2 separate regions of the Mus musculus genome follow, and region 2 is linked to region 1. A link is a contact called in public promoter capture Hi-C data. All regions are on one chromosome and are shown on one strand. Each heading gives the region's core, a stretch centred on a gene start, on an enhancer-like site or on the middle of the called end of the contact. The rest is flanking DNA. Distances are from core to core; before and after follow the strand shown. Region 1 holds the start of Tmem52 (transmembrane protein 52). Region 2 holds the start of Fndc10 (fibronectin type III domain containing 10).

What was found. Promoter capture Hi-C pulls out the DNA fragments that hold promoters and counts their contacts.
Region 2: a contact with region 1 is called in a promoter capture Hi-C map of liver, with 7 times the contacts expected there. The contact joins the promoter of Fndc10 here to the promoter of Tmem52 in region 1. A contact is called at or near these places in 18 of 39 promoter capture datasets (the 3T3-L1 cell line, 3T3-L1-derived adipocytes, the C10 cell line and 12 more), 23 of 484 Hi-C or Micro-C datasets (the AML12 cell line, B cells, CD4 T cells and 18 more), 13 of 115 datasets of contacts at active chromatin or transcription factors (the HPC-7 cell line, T-cell acute lymphoblastic leukemia, bone marrow-derived dendritic cells and 8 more) and 5 of 9 other capture datasets (adipose tissue, embryonic stem cells, embryonic tail and 2 more).

Annotation. Positions count from the first base shown.
Region 1 is chr4:155,464,342-155,471,181 of GRCm38.p6, forward strand. It overlaps Tmem52 (transmembrane protein 52), which reads left to right and starts at 4,773. Exons shown (of 5, transcript NM_001253856.1): 1 at 4,773-4,869; 2 at 4,962-5,005; 3 at 5,121-5,162; 4 at 5,648-5,826; 5 at 5,930-6,517. The coding sequence starts at 4,804. The coding sequence ends at 6,189. Cfap74 (cilia and flagella associated protein 74) reads left to right here. Exons shown (of 39, transcript NM_001368738.1): 34 at 241-370; 35 at 569-723; 36 at 952-1,084; 37 at 1,370-1,500; 38 at 1,721-1,855; 39 at 1,963-2,482. The coding sequence ends at 2,064.
Region 2 is chr4:155,692,370-155,699,376 of GRCm38.p6, forward strand. Fndc10 (fibronectin type III domain containing 10) reads left to right here and starts at 1,973. Exons shown (of 1, transcript NM_178699.4): 1 at 1,973-4,116. The coding sequence starts at 2,132. The coding sequence ends at 2,803.

The sequences.
Region 1 (6,840 bases), core at 3,523-6,022:
TGGTTCCTGTTAGCAATGCCACCTAGTCCTGAGCAGTGATCCGGCAGCTGGCAGCCTGGTCACCGGCACTGGGGCAGCCCACGGTAAGCTGGTCAGGTGACATCTTGCTCATTGTGGTTCCTGTTAGCAATGCCACCTAGTCCTGAGCAGTGATCCGGCAGCTGGCAGCCTGGTCACCGGCACTGGGGCAGCCAACGGCACGCTGGTCAGGTGACATCAGGTGACATCTTGCTCTTACAGCTTCAGAATGAGTCCTCGCTTCCCATCAAGTTCTGGGTGCGTCTGGAGAGCCTCTCCAGAAAGAAGGCTGAGGCCCACCAGCAGCTGCCAAAGTTCATTACCTCCCATGAGCAGAGGGCAGAAATAGTTGGTGAGCTAACTAACACACTGCCAGGAACCACAGGGGTACAGCTCCACGAGGAGATGCGGGCTAGGGAATGAGGGTGGTGTTTGGAGTGGAGGGGGTCAAGACAGTTTATGGAGAGGCTGGGCAGAGGGGGAATCGGAGGGGTCTGAGCTCAGTGAAGGAGGATGGTAGTGTTGACCGTAGCTGCTGTCCCACCCACAGGCACACAGAACTACAATGGCCAGAGTGTGTTCAGTATCGTCCCAGTTGAGGGCCTCATGTTCCCTGGGAAGGCTCAAGAGTTTACTGTCACCTTCAGTCCGGACCACGAGAGCCTCTTCTTCTCTGACCTGCTCAAAGTGGTGCTCTTTGAAAAGGTGGAACTCAGAGCTGGGCCCCCAGAGATCCCACCCCAGCCTGGGAGGGGTCCATACGAGTCCCTCATCTGGTCCTTCTTGGCAGCTTCTATTATCTGGCCCTTTATGTTGGGGGCTGCCAGTTAGAGAACAGCATCCCTGGTTCTCCAGGACCCACCCATGCCTCAAGCAGCCTCAGTTCTCAATTGTCAAGCTTCAGGGCAGGCTGCTATACTTCTTGTCCCCCAGAAAGTCTCCCACCAGATCCTCTTGAAGGGTGCTGCCCGAGAGCACATGATGTTTGTGGAGGGAGGAGACCCACTGGATGTGCCTGTGGAGTCCCTGGCAGTAGTCACTGCTTTTGACACAGAGCATAAAGAAGGTGAGCCCCCACCGTGTGATTTCTGGCTCGGAGAAAAGGGGGGCAGGGGTAACTTACCTTAGAGATTAGTGACAAGGCCCGCCAGCTAGTGGGCATAATGAGGCCCAGTGGACAAGGGCAGATAGAATTGCGGACCATCAACCCCAGAGCCAAGAGGACTGCTCTGAAGGGTGCCAGGGCTCCAGGTTCACCCTCCACCTCTGTGGTGCCACCCTGAACAATTCCTCTCACCCTCAGGCCATACCCTTCCTCTAGACACTTTTCAGCTAGATTCTCCCTCTCCAGAAGCTGAGGAGCTAAAGCCCATCCTGGTGACCTTGAACTATGTCCAGCTGGACACAGACACAACAACCTCCCCTGCCACCCGAGAGCTACAAGTGGGCTGTATCCGGACCACACAGCCATCACCAAGGAGGGTGAGCACAACTCTAGCTCGAGTTAAACCCCAGAAGCCTCCCCTGGCCTTGTACCTCACTGGCCTCATATAGGATTTTTGCAGCAGATGTGGGGTGGCGACTTCCCCACCCCTGGTGAGAGTTCGGGGATAGGTAAAGCCGGGGCCCCCTCACCCCTTTAGTCCTACTACTCCTGGGAGTCCCTGACCCTCTAACCTCCAGTAGTATCAATGCCTCACAGACTGTGGAGTTCAGCCTGGATGGTGTATCATGGCTTCAGCACAAGGGCTTCTCCATTGAGCCCTCCAGGGGTTCTGTGGAGCGTGGCCAGACTAAGACCATCAACATCTCCTGGGTACCACCTGCTGACTTTGATGTAGGTGTTGGGACCCCAGGCCGGGCAGGGAGGGGTAGCTATGACAGACCTGTGAGCTGAAGTAGAACAGATTTGTCTGGAAAGTCTAAGGATTCTTCTTCTTCCAGCCAGACCACCCACTCATGGTGTCAACCCTGCTGCAGCTCCGGGGAGACGTAAAGGAAACCTACAAAGTCACCTTTGTAGCCCACGTGGTCACTGGGCTTTGAGGACACAGGAAACTGCAGAGCCTCCTGAACTCTCCTATCCACTCTTGAACCCCTTCCCAAGCTGTGGGCCAAGGCAACCCATTCCCCTAGGCCTGGGCCCTGGCCATCCCCTGCTGGAAAGGTTCAAGTGAACAGTCCCAGAGCCAGAGCTTCCAGCCCTACAGACATAGCTAATTCCTTCTGCCCTGTGAGCAGTCTAAGACCACACGCACGCACACACACATACACACACACACACACACACACACACACACACACACACCAAGAAATACTAATCCATCCAACTCAACACACACACACAGCCTGCTCCTAGATGCACCACTCCCACCCACAGATCCCAAACCCACCAGCACCTCCCCAGACTTCGGAGATCCCAGGAGATCTCAACATAGGCCTATCAATAAACTCTGAGAACCAACATGTGGGCCTGCAGTGTGGGGCCTAAGCACCGAATGAGGTGGATGGGGACCCTGAAAGAAGTCTGACCCATACCCACCCCCCTCACATAACCCAACCCATAAAACAGTGTTCTGGCCAGTACAAGCCTCCCAGAGGGTGGGATCGTGCCAGATAACTATAGGGAGTTCACCCTGCCCCAAACCCTGGAAGACCCCTCTAGATCCGTATCACTGAGGGTAACAGTAGGCAGCGTAGGAAGCTGGGGGTTGCAGAGCCAGGGTTGAGCCTGGTTTAGACCTGGAAAGGTACAGGGGCGAGTAAGAGGGGGACAAGAGGTTCCAAAGTCCAGAAAGGTCCCTTAAGCCTCTCAACTCCTCCCAAGTCTCGGGAACCCAGATGCTCCCAAGCAAGGTGTGAGCCCGGTGTAAAGCGGGGCCCGGCCCGTGAGTCTGAGCTCAGAGTTCTCCGAAAAGGATGGATTTTGCTTTCTGCACCCCATTCCATCACCGCACGAGCTCTTCCCTCTGAAGTACAGCTTGTTGAAAGCTTTCTCTCGGAGCACATCCAGCCTGCCTGCCTGCCTGCCTGCCTTGCCTGCCTGTGCAGCATACGAACTTTGCCACCCAGTGGGGACAAGCTACTGAGAGAGCCTTCCCAGCCCTCCTGGGCCCGGCAGGGCAATGGGGGTGATGACATCTATCTGGGTCACTGTACTCATGAAAGCCCTTAGTGCCCCTGATGCCTTATACCCTGTCATGGCCCTTAACTGAGCCAGCCATTTTGCAGGAATCCTGCTCATCGACCTTGTAGGTAGCAGGCCCAGGCCTTTGGCTTCCCTGACGGTAGCTGACCACTTCTCAAACCCTTGACATGATTCCAGACCAGATGAGTGGACAAATCTAGAGAAGGCACTACCCTAGGCAGGCCACTTCCTTCTGATCCCAGACCAATATAACCCAGGTCCTCTGCAAGAGCAGATCCTTCCCTTTTCTGGACTCCAGACTTGGGTCCCAGCCTCGCACTGCACTTTTGACATCTACTCTTCCTATTGCTGGCCCTACGGTACCAAGCACAGCCACGACACAGCAAAGGACAGAAACAGCATGGGAACTAAGCTCATTGACCTGGCAGAGAGGGTCTTTGAGAGGCAAGGCACAGGTCTCAAGTGCATAGGACAGCTGTAGAACTCCTACCCACTGAGGGAAAAGCCAAAGATACATGCAGGTATGTGCACAGTGAAGAAATGAAGGCAGGACAGAGGGCTGGTACACCTCCTATCCTCCCTTAGCCAGCCTGGTTGTGCTGACCACCTGCTGCAATTTGATCACTAGTGTTCTAATAGCCCCTAGTAGTGGGGGGCAGAGCAGCCGGCCCAGCTCTTAGCCTGGAGGGAGGACTATTAAGGAGATTCCCCCGAGAAGCAGCAGCCACTTCCGGAGAAGAAGCAGGCATTCCAGGTTGAGCAAGGAGTGGTCAACGAATGCGATCTTTAAAGCCAAATGTTTTTTTTTGGAAAGTGGTCTGTCTGCAGTGGTTTAGTAGTCCAGAGCCAGGGGCCAAATGGGCCATTCCCCGGAGGTATCCCTACAGAGGATCCATAGCAAAGGTCCTTGAATGATGACCTAGAAGGCCCAGCACGGGCTGGAGAGATGGCTCAGTGGGTAAGAGCACTGACTGTTCTTCCAGAGGTCCTGAGTTCAAATCCCTGCAACCACACTGTGGCTCACAACCATCATAATGATATCTGATGCCCTCCCTCTCCTGGAGTGTCAGAAGGCAGCTACAGTGTACTTACATGTAATAAATAAATAAATAAATGGAAGGCCCAGCATATTAATGGTGTAGATCCCCACCCCTTTTTAACCTAGCCAATTGTGAAGTGTGAGGGTGGATTCTACTTTTCCCGAGAGGCCACAACCCAGTGCAGTCCTGACCACAAGTTTCAGGAGACCTGGTTTGGGGATGGGGATGGGGAAAATAGGAGATACAGGTGGCTGGCTGAGGCATCAGTCAGATATATGACGGACAGACCCATGTCCCATGCCCAGAGAGAATACTGCTCTATTCCCTCTTAGGGCTCCCACTGAAAGATCTTGATCCTTGATGACACAGAGGGAAAGGTGTGTGTGTGTGTGTGTGTGTGTGTGTGTGTGTGTGTGAGCGCGCGTGCAAGTGCTCTCAAACTTCTACTAGAAAAAAAAAGAGCAACAAAAAACGGAGAGCAAGGAGGGACGCATACCAAGGTGGGCGTGACCCTGGACCTTCAGCTGACAAGGCCCAGGGGCGGGGCCTCATAAAGCTGAGCCGGTGTTGGACTGAGTTTCGCTCTGTCTAAGGAACATGGCCCCGGGGCCGTCAGCCACACAGGGGATCCTGCTGCTGCTGCCTCTCCTGCCTCTGTCCCAGGTGGGTTGGGCCTCATTCGCAGCGGGTTTAAGGCAAGAGGGGCGGCCCTGAGTTCGGTCCCGCCCTGCTCAGGCTCACCCTTGTCCCTACAGGTGACGCTGGGTTCCGCGGACCGCAACTGTGACCCCTCGGATCAGTAAGTAGCTGGGGGCCAAGGGGAGAGGCAGAACTTGGACCGTGCTGGGAAAGGCTGGAGCGGTGGAGTGAGCTAGCAGATACCTCACCTGCTTCAGGTGCCGCTGTCCCCGCAGGTGCCCGCCCCAGGCCCGCTGGAGCAGCCTATGGCATGTGGGGTAAGTGGAATCCACCATGCCAACCCTCTGGTCCAACAGTTCCTCTGAAGTTAGACCATGGCTAGGACCTCCACAATCCCTTCTGCCTCACCTGCTGCATCTGCTGCCCCCAACTCCCTCGACGCTGTCTGAAGAGCCCTTGAGCCCTAGGCAGCCTTGGAAACCAGACCCGATTATCCTCAGCAGAAGGCACAAGGACTGTGCAGTTGCCTGGGGACAGTGTGTCCTGGGAGTGAACCCAAGGCCATCCCTGGCCAGCACTGGAGAGCCAAGCTAGGACTGGCCCCAGCTGGAAGAGACCAGTGCAGGCGGCTCCTCGGGCCTGAATCCAGCTGAGGAAGTGTCTGGCATGGAAAGACTTCTCTTACTTTCTTTTCACCTGCCGGTTATCCTGTTTTGGGTAGTTAGGCATGACTGGCCCCCGAGTGCAGGTGCCCAGTAACAGGAGGCCAGTCCCGCGGTAGATCCTTGCTCTTCCTTACCAGGCTCATCCTGCTCGCCATACTCCTGATGCTTTTGTGTGGGGTCACAGCCAGCTGTGTACGATTCTGCTGCCTCAGGAAGCAGACGCACACCCAGTCACACACGCCAGCGGCGTGGCAGCCCTGTGACGGGACAGTCATCCCAGTGGACAGTGATAGCCCCGCACACAGCACTGTGACCTGTGAGTGTCTGGAACCCACTAGCCTGCATGGGGGCTTGGGGGCTGAGGACACCGTGGGGTGAATGCCAAGCCATCTTGATAAACCCACTCTTGTTCCCTGCAGCCTACAGTTCCGTGCAGTACCCACTGGGCATGCGGCTGCCCCTGTACTTTGGAGAGCCAGACCCTGACTCCATGGTCCCTCCCACCTACAGCCTCTATGCGTCTGAGCTGCCACCCTCCTACGATGAAGTTGTGAAGATGATAAAAGCCAGGGAGGAAGTGGCAGCTCCCTCTGAGAAAACCAACTCTCTGCCTGAGGCCTTGGAGCCAGAGACCACTGGAGGGCCCCAGGAGCCAGGCCCCAGTGCCCAGCGGCCCTAGTCAAGCCCGCTTGAAAAGGGTGGGAGTTCTCTCTTCTGGAGCCATTAAACCATTGCCTGGATTCCTGGCACTTAGGACCAAGGAGCCCCACCTGTGTCATCCTTCCCCTGGGAAGGCCAGCCATCCAGCACATTGCTGCGGACGCGGCCTCGTTGCTATGCAATGCCTGGCCAGCCAGCCTGCCCCTGTATTGGCCCCTCTTCTTCACCCTTCCCATCCATCCGGGGCCCAGCAGGCCCTCATCCCGGAGGAGCCTGGATCTTGGGAGCTCAAACCCCACTGGCATGCCAGCCCTTTGAGGGGAAAATAAAGTTTACGTAAACATGTTCTCGGTCTTTGCGGAAAGGGTTCTAGTGCCCCCGCCAAGGGTGTCCAGCAGGCCTTGGGTAGCCACCCCAGGGTAAACAGACAGGATTGGGGTGGGGGGTGTCCATCTGCTCTTCCTGCTGGCGTTTAGAGCCCACATCTGGACAGTGGGAAGGGCCAGAGGTCAGAGAAAAATGATCTTCAACTTCAGAGTGTGCCCACATTCCCTTACCCAGGCCCACCTCTTCCCTCCAGGTTGGGTCGGAGAGAAACCCACACTCAATCCCCATCCCTGTCAGTCTCCTTGGGTCAGCCTCCATTTTCCCGAGGGTCTCACACACATTC
Region 2 (7,007 bases), core at 723-3,222, 230 kb after region 1:
AGGGTCCCTGTGAATAGACACCATGACTGCAGCAACCTTTATAAAAGAAAGCATTTAATTGGGGCTTGCTTACAGATCCAGAAGTTCAGTCCATTATCATCTTGGTGGGACGCATGGTGGCAACACAGGCCGATGTGGTGCTGGAGAGACAATTGAGAGTACCACATCTAGATCAGGCTTAGAGAGAACACTGGGACTGGCTTGGGCTTTTGAAACTTTAGAGCCCACCTCTAGTGGCACACTTCCTTCAGCAAGGCCACACCCACTCCAACAAGGCCACACCCACTCCAACAAGGCCACACCCACTCCAACAAGGCCACACCTCCTAGTAGTAAGATTGAGCATCTAGCTGTCTTCCATCCAAAGATACCACATTATGTTGTCTTGCCCATTTTCCGTACCAATATTTCCAACTAATACCTGCAAGCCAACTGAAAGAAGGTCTGGATAATTCTGGACATGACCTACAGGAATTTCTGGGCACATTTACAATGATGAGTCTGCACTCTGCCCAGTTTAAGGGAAAGGTAGGAATAGGGTGGGGGCAGGAAGTATATCTCTTGAAACCCCTGCCCTCCACTGAGGACGGAGATCTTATTAGACTCTACAAATTGGAGAGGCTTGGTGTCGTGATTGGATCCTTCCAAGTTAGTCATGAGGTGCACAATGGCTGCATAGAGGCTTCTGATACTGAACTCAGGCTCAGTTACCGCTTGGGGTTTTCAGGATGACTAGGATAAGGGCTGTAGGTGTGTGGAAACACCATAGTCTACAGACACAGGAGGTAGGACCTAGAGAACACTGCAGCCCGCACACCCTCCGTTTCCTTTCCTGGCTAAGGTCACCTCAAAGGACAGTACGTACAGTAGGGTGAGACCACACTCGCCTCCCTTTTCAGTGCACCGTTGATCCTTAGCAGCAGAGCTTTTAGGCACTAGCTGGTTCTGGCTGCACCCCCTACTTAGCGCAGGCAGGGCAGGCAGGGCAGTCTCTTCAGGTGTCCTTTGGCCCTGACTCTGTTTGGTGACCGTGCAGGGGTGAGAATTCAGTGGTTCTGCCCGTCCCCCTGTGTCTCCTTGCTTGGTTGTTTTGTGTTTTTTGAGACTAGTCTCAAGTAGTCAAGGAGACCTTTGATCTTGCTGATTTAGGGCACCATAACTGGCTTGGTTTGATTTTATTTTATTTTTTTGTTTTCATTTTGAGGGTCTCACTAAATTGCCCAGGTTGACCCCAAACTCATTTGGTAGCCCAGGTAGGCTATTCTCTTTTCCCACTTCTTTAGAGATGTATTTATTTTACGTATATAAGTGCTCTCTCTATACATATATATAAGTGTGTGCACCTGTGTGCCATCAGATCCCATTATAGATGGTTGTGAGCCACCATGTGGTTGCTGGGAATTTAATCCACAACTTCAGGAAGAGCAGCCAGTGCTCTTAACCACTGGGCCATCTCTCCTGCCCGGGTGGGCTAGTTCTTAAGTAGCTTGGATTCTATCGGCCTGACTCGGGGTGGCTTTTTGTGGGGTCGTTTTCATTGTCTGGTCCTGAGCCTCTTCAAGAGCCAATGACGAGAAGGAACAATGAGATAGAGGAGATCTGCCTGCAACATCTCTTCAGGAGTGCAGAATAATCAATTTTCACCAAGTCAAAACCTTGGCCTCAGATTTTCCTCCCTAGTGGATGCCATCTACTCCAAAGATCCAGGATCTCAGAGTGAAGTTACATTTCAGTCCCTTTGTCCATCCTCTTGGTCAGAGCGGGCAGGACGCTCTCGGTGGCCACGAGGGGCCAGCACCGGATAGAGGGACCGTCCGGAGTTCTCATCAATTGTGGCAAGGGCCTGTCCCAGGACCACCGTTCAACACCCGCCTGTGCTAGGTAGACTTTCTCATGCCCGTGGGACGCGGCCCAGAGAGGGTTAAGGGGGCGGGACGTGGGGCAGCCCCGCCTTTGCCGCTGGGTCCGAGCGCGCACCGGGCCTGGGCGTGAAGCGGGTCGGAGCGGGTGGCGGCGGAGGGCGCTGCGTGGGGGGAGCGCGGCAGCGGCTGCGGCGGCGCGGCCCGCGTGACCCTCCGCCGCGCCCCGTGCGCTCGCGAGCCCGCGCCCCGCCGCGCCGGCCTAGCCGCAGGATGCGCGCTCCGCCGCTGCTGCTGCTGCTGGCTGCATGCGCGCCACCGTCAGGCGCCGCTGTGGACCCGACGCCGCCGGGCTGGGAGCCGGCCCCCGACGCGCCCTGGTGCCCCTACAAGGTGCTGTCCGAGGGCCCAGAGACGGGCGGTGGGCGCCTGTGCTTTCGCAGCCCCGTTCGGGGTTTCCGCTGCCAGACGCCGGGCTGCGAAACGTTGGCCTCGGCGGGTGGCTCGCTGCGCGCCCACGTCCTGCGCAATCGCAGCGTGCTGCTGCAGTGGCGCCTGGCTCCTGCAGAGGCGCGCCGCGTGCGCGTCTTCGCGCTAAACTGCTCGTGGCGTGGCACCTATACGCGCTTCCCTTGCGATCGCGTGCTTTTGGGTGCCTCTTGCCGCGACTACCTGCTACCGGACGTGCACGACAGCGTGCGCTACCGCTTGTGCCTGCAGCAGCTGCCGCTGCGCGCCGAGGTCGCCGTCGTCCCGCCAGAGCTGGCCGAGTGCGTGGAGTTCACCGCCGAACCGGCAGCTATGCAGGAGATCGTGGTGGCCATGACGGCGGTAGGCGGCTCCATCTGTGTCATGCTGGTGGTCATCTGCCTGCTGGTGGCCTACATCACCGAGAACCTCATGCACCCGACCTTCCGGCGACCCAGTCTGCGCAGGCAGCCCTGAAGCGCAAGGCGACCCGCCCACCTGGGTTCCATCTGCCAAGTGCGCTGAGACCCTAAGGCCCTCTCTCTGCTTTTCTCTCATTCCCTCTCCCTCTTTAGGATCCCCATGGAGGGCCTAATGGAAACTAGCCCATGCAGGGACCTTGGCATCATCCCACGACCTTGCCAGCCCCAGATGGGTATCTGCCTTCCAGACTCAGGCCTCAGACTGGCCCATAGGCCTGGGCTAGAGTGTCAATGGCAGCCAGGGGTCTTCTCCATCTCCAGAGGCCTTTATAGAGCCGGCCAGAATATACATTCCCTTCTGGCAAAAACCACTGGCACCCAGGATCATGAACCTGAACTTTCATCCTGTGCCAGGTTGTCAAAGCTTGGCCGTGATTGTTGCTTGGTCACTTTGTACTTTGCAGATTGGGAGGAGTGACCTCTGGAGCCTGTACCCACCCCACCTTACCCCAGTGGGCTTAGGTTAGCTTTGTGCCTTAGTATCTCTGACCCACTGCAGGAGCCACCCATCATCCCTCAGCTGTCCATGGGGACTGTGGCCCTGTGGCTGTCTGGCTTATGCATGCTTCAGGTCAGAGTCCCATTGAGGACACACCATCTTTGAGACTTCCAGGAGCCTGGGGCAAGGGTTCACAGGCCCTGTTTTGTCTTCCTTTGTGGGTGTCCGAGAAGCCAAGAGCCATGATGTAGCTCAGCAGGCTGGGCCCAGTGTCCAGCTGCTGCACCCAGGGGTGAGTGTCCTCCACCTCAGGAGGCTGGGGATTCACCCTTTCCTCTTGCTTGTACTGCCTTGATTAGGATTTTTTTCCAGGGTGGGGTGGGGGTTGGGAAGACGGGACGCTGAGGGACCCTGAGGGGCTGAAGGAAAGCTGCCAGCCTTGCCCCGCCAAACCTTTAACTGTGCTCTGGGTCCCAAGCCTAGAAACCTCAGTGGCCACAGTGCTACTTTACGAGCCCAGGTCTTCTCACACCTGAGCTCTGACCCCAGTGATAGTGCCCCTCCTTCTGCATGGCCAGAGGCTGGTCTTGCCTACCTCCTGATACACACACAGGCACCTGGTTGAGGTCACTCAGCCACCTTGTGATATTGGGAAGAATAAGGCATTGCCCCTGTGTCTCTGAGCCTGGGCTCTGACCACTGAACTTAACCTTGGCGATTTTTCCTCCCATTCTCACCCCAGCGACCGTGATGACCTGAGCCCTGGCTGGCAGCACCCGTGTCCTACCTCTCTGTCTTTGCTCTGCCCGTTCCCTGTGAGGCACTGGTCAGTTGCCAACATCTAAATGTCCATCACTCTCAGACCAAAACCACTGTCTTGTGTGTTTATTTGGAATGCTGGAGGGGAGGCTATGGGTGAGGGACGGGAAGGTGGATTCAGTTCCCCCAAGGGCCTCGGGCATTAGTCCAGTGGCTGGCCTTAAAGCTTTCCACTGGGATGGAAGATCAGCCCCAGACAGTATTCACTGGAATGCTGACTTACAGTTCAGGCAGGAGGACAGTCAGGGCGTCCATAACTTGCTTGTCCACCTTGAGATAGTATCTTTCTTTCTAGACCAGCTGTGTTGTGCGGGGGTTGGGGAGGTGGAACTAGCAGTGGTTAGAAATAGCCTCGACACACAGTAATGACCCATTTGAGCTGTGACAAGCAACAGTTAGGCAGCTTTAAGAGGGGGTCCTCTCCCCAGTGTGGCTTCCCTCTGCAGTGTTAAAGTTGGGGGTAGGACTAGGCAGAGAAAATGAACCTAGGCTACTGTGTGAGCCACTCACTCTCCATGCCTAGAATGTCCTTGGGACGCTTATGTTCCTGTAACCCTGAACACGGCAAAAGTACAAGACAGGGATGAGCCAGGTCTGATGAGTGACTCATCGAGAGGGGGTGGGAGGGAGGTTGGGGGTGTAGTGACGTGCCCGGACTTGTCTGAGGGGTGGAGGACATAGTAGGTTGTCTAGACAGCTAGAGCAGAAGTGGAAGAGGTTTGCAGTCCAGCTTTTCTCCCACTGCTGTTCTTTGGGGATCTAGGCTGTTTATGAGGTGTGTTCTGATGTCTTCAACCTGCATGGGCAGCAGCTGGCACGCTGGAAGTTCCCTGTCTAAAGTACCCTAGCTCCCTCGGCACAGTCTGATTCTAGAGCTAGAACCGTGTGGGCTCTTCTGGTGCCAAAGCTCTAGACTGCCCTAGGCCCTCAATGTGATTCAACTGTGGTTCAGCTGTTAGAATGCTTTCCTTGCAAGTGTCCAGCACCATATAAACTGGGCAGCGTGGTAGGTACCTGCAGCACCAGCACTCAGGACACGGAGGCTGGGGATCAGAAGTTCAGAGTCATTCTTAGCTACGCATCGAGTTAAAGGCCAGGAAAGAAAACACAAACAGGGCTGCAGAGATGGCTCAGTGGTTAAGAGCACTGACTGCTCTTGCAGAGGTCCTGAGTTCAAATCCCAGCAACCACATGGTGGCTCACAACCATCCGTAATGAGATCTGACGCCCTCTTCAGGGGCATCTGAAGACACAGCTACAGTGTACTTAGATATAATAATAAAATAAAACCTAAAAAAAAAAAAAAAAAAGAAAACACAAACAACAAAAATCCCCAACATACAGGTCAGACATATGGAGAGGAATGAATTGTACCCATTTAATTACTGTTCAGGTTTCCATGAGCAGCTATGCCCCAGCCCAACCCTGCTCAAGTGTGTGTCCCTTCTTAAAATTTTCAGTATGATCTCCAGGGACATTGTACATTTTTACCCAAAACAAGACCTTCGAATCTGCCTACCTTCAAAAACATAGTCATAGCATGTAACTACCTTAGCCTACCAGAATGACCCATAGCCATCGTTCTTTGCGTGAACTGAACCCCCATGAAAAGTGTACCAGCATTTCAGACCCTCCATGTGCTGAGTTACATAGAAGTGACTCAAAGCTCACTCACTGTACCCAGGACAGTAACACACCCTTTCAGAACACACAGTGTAACCCCACTGGTCACTGTGGCTAGTGTGACTCAGGAGATTTTTGCTTTTGAGACAGGGTCTTAGTGTAAAGCCCTGACTGCCCTGCACCTTGATATGTAGACCAGCCAGGCCTTGAACTCCCAGAGATCTGCTGCCTGGTGCCTCCCCACTGCTAAGATTAAAGGAATGTGACTAAGCCACGTGAGTGAGTGCTGGTGCTGCAGGTATGTACACCCCTCTTGCCTGCCTTCTGCGTCTTCCTCTACCTTTTCCCATCTTTCCCTCCCTGCCTTTTTTGTTTTTTTTGTTTCTTGTTTTTTTTTGAGACAGTCTCTTACAGCCTTGGATAGCTTCCAACTCATGAGTCAAAGATCAGCTTGAACCCTGACCCTTCTTTCTCCCCGGGTACTGAAATAATTGATGGACCACCAGTTTTGGTTTTATAGAGTACGAGATGTCAAGCCTGAGGTATTATGTGTGCTAGGCAAGCATTCTACCAACTGAGTTATATCCCCATCCCTATTTTGAAGTTTCCAGCTATGTCTCCGGGTTCTCTGATCTATTCTGAAATGCACAATATACCATTAATCCTATCTAGCACCCTTTTTTTCCCATCACACATAATAACATGTATCATAAAAGAACAAATTGATAAACTTTATAGAAATTTTAAGCTAGGTTCTGGGTTCAAATATATAATCTCTCAGCAGTTGGAAGGTGGAGGCAGGGCTATCCGACGTTCAAGGCCAGTCTTGGCTACATGAGCCTGCAGGTTGGTGACATGGCTCACTGGGTAAAGGCACCTGTCAAGCTTGACTTGAGTTTGAGTCCTGGGACTTACAAGGTGGAGCGAGGGCACCAACTCCTTGAGGTTGTGGCCAGACCTCTCCATGTACGTGCTCCATGAGCACACACACAAAGGAATGTAAATATCAGTATTTAAAGATTCTGCCTATTGCCAAACACGTGGTATTCACATGAGATATTCACATGATCTCATCACTTAGCAGGCTGAAGCAAGAGGATTGCTTGCCATAGGCCCTGTCTATGTTAGGGACTGAACTCAGGTCCTTGTCATGTTTGGCAAGAGCTCCTACCACTGAAGCTATGCCTCCATCCCCTCAGCAGTTTTTTCTCCCTCCCTTCCTCTCTCCCTCCCTCTGTCTCTGTCTGTCTGTCTCTCCTTTTTTGTTTTAGAGACAAGGTCTCACTATAAAGTCATGGTTATGCTGAAACTTGCTATA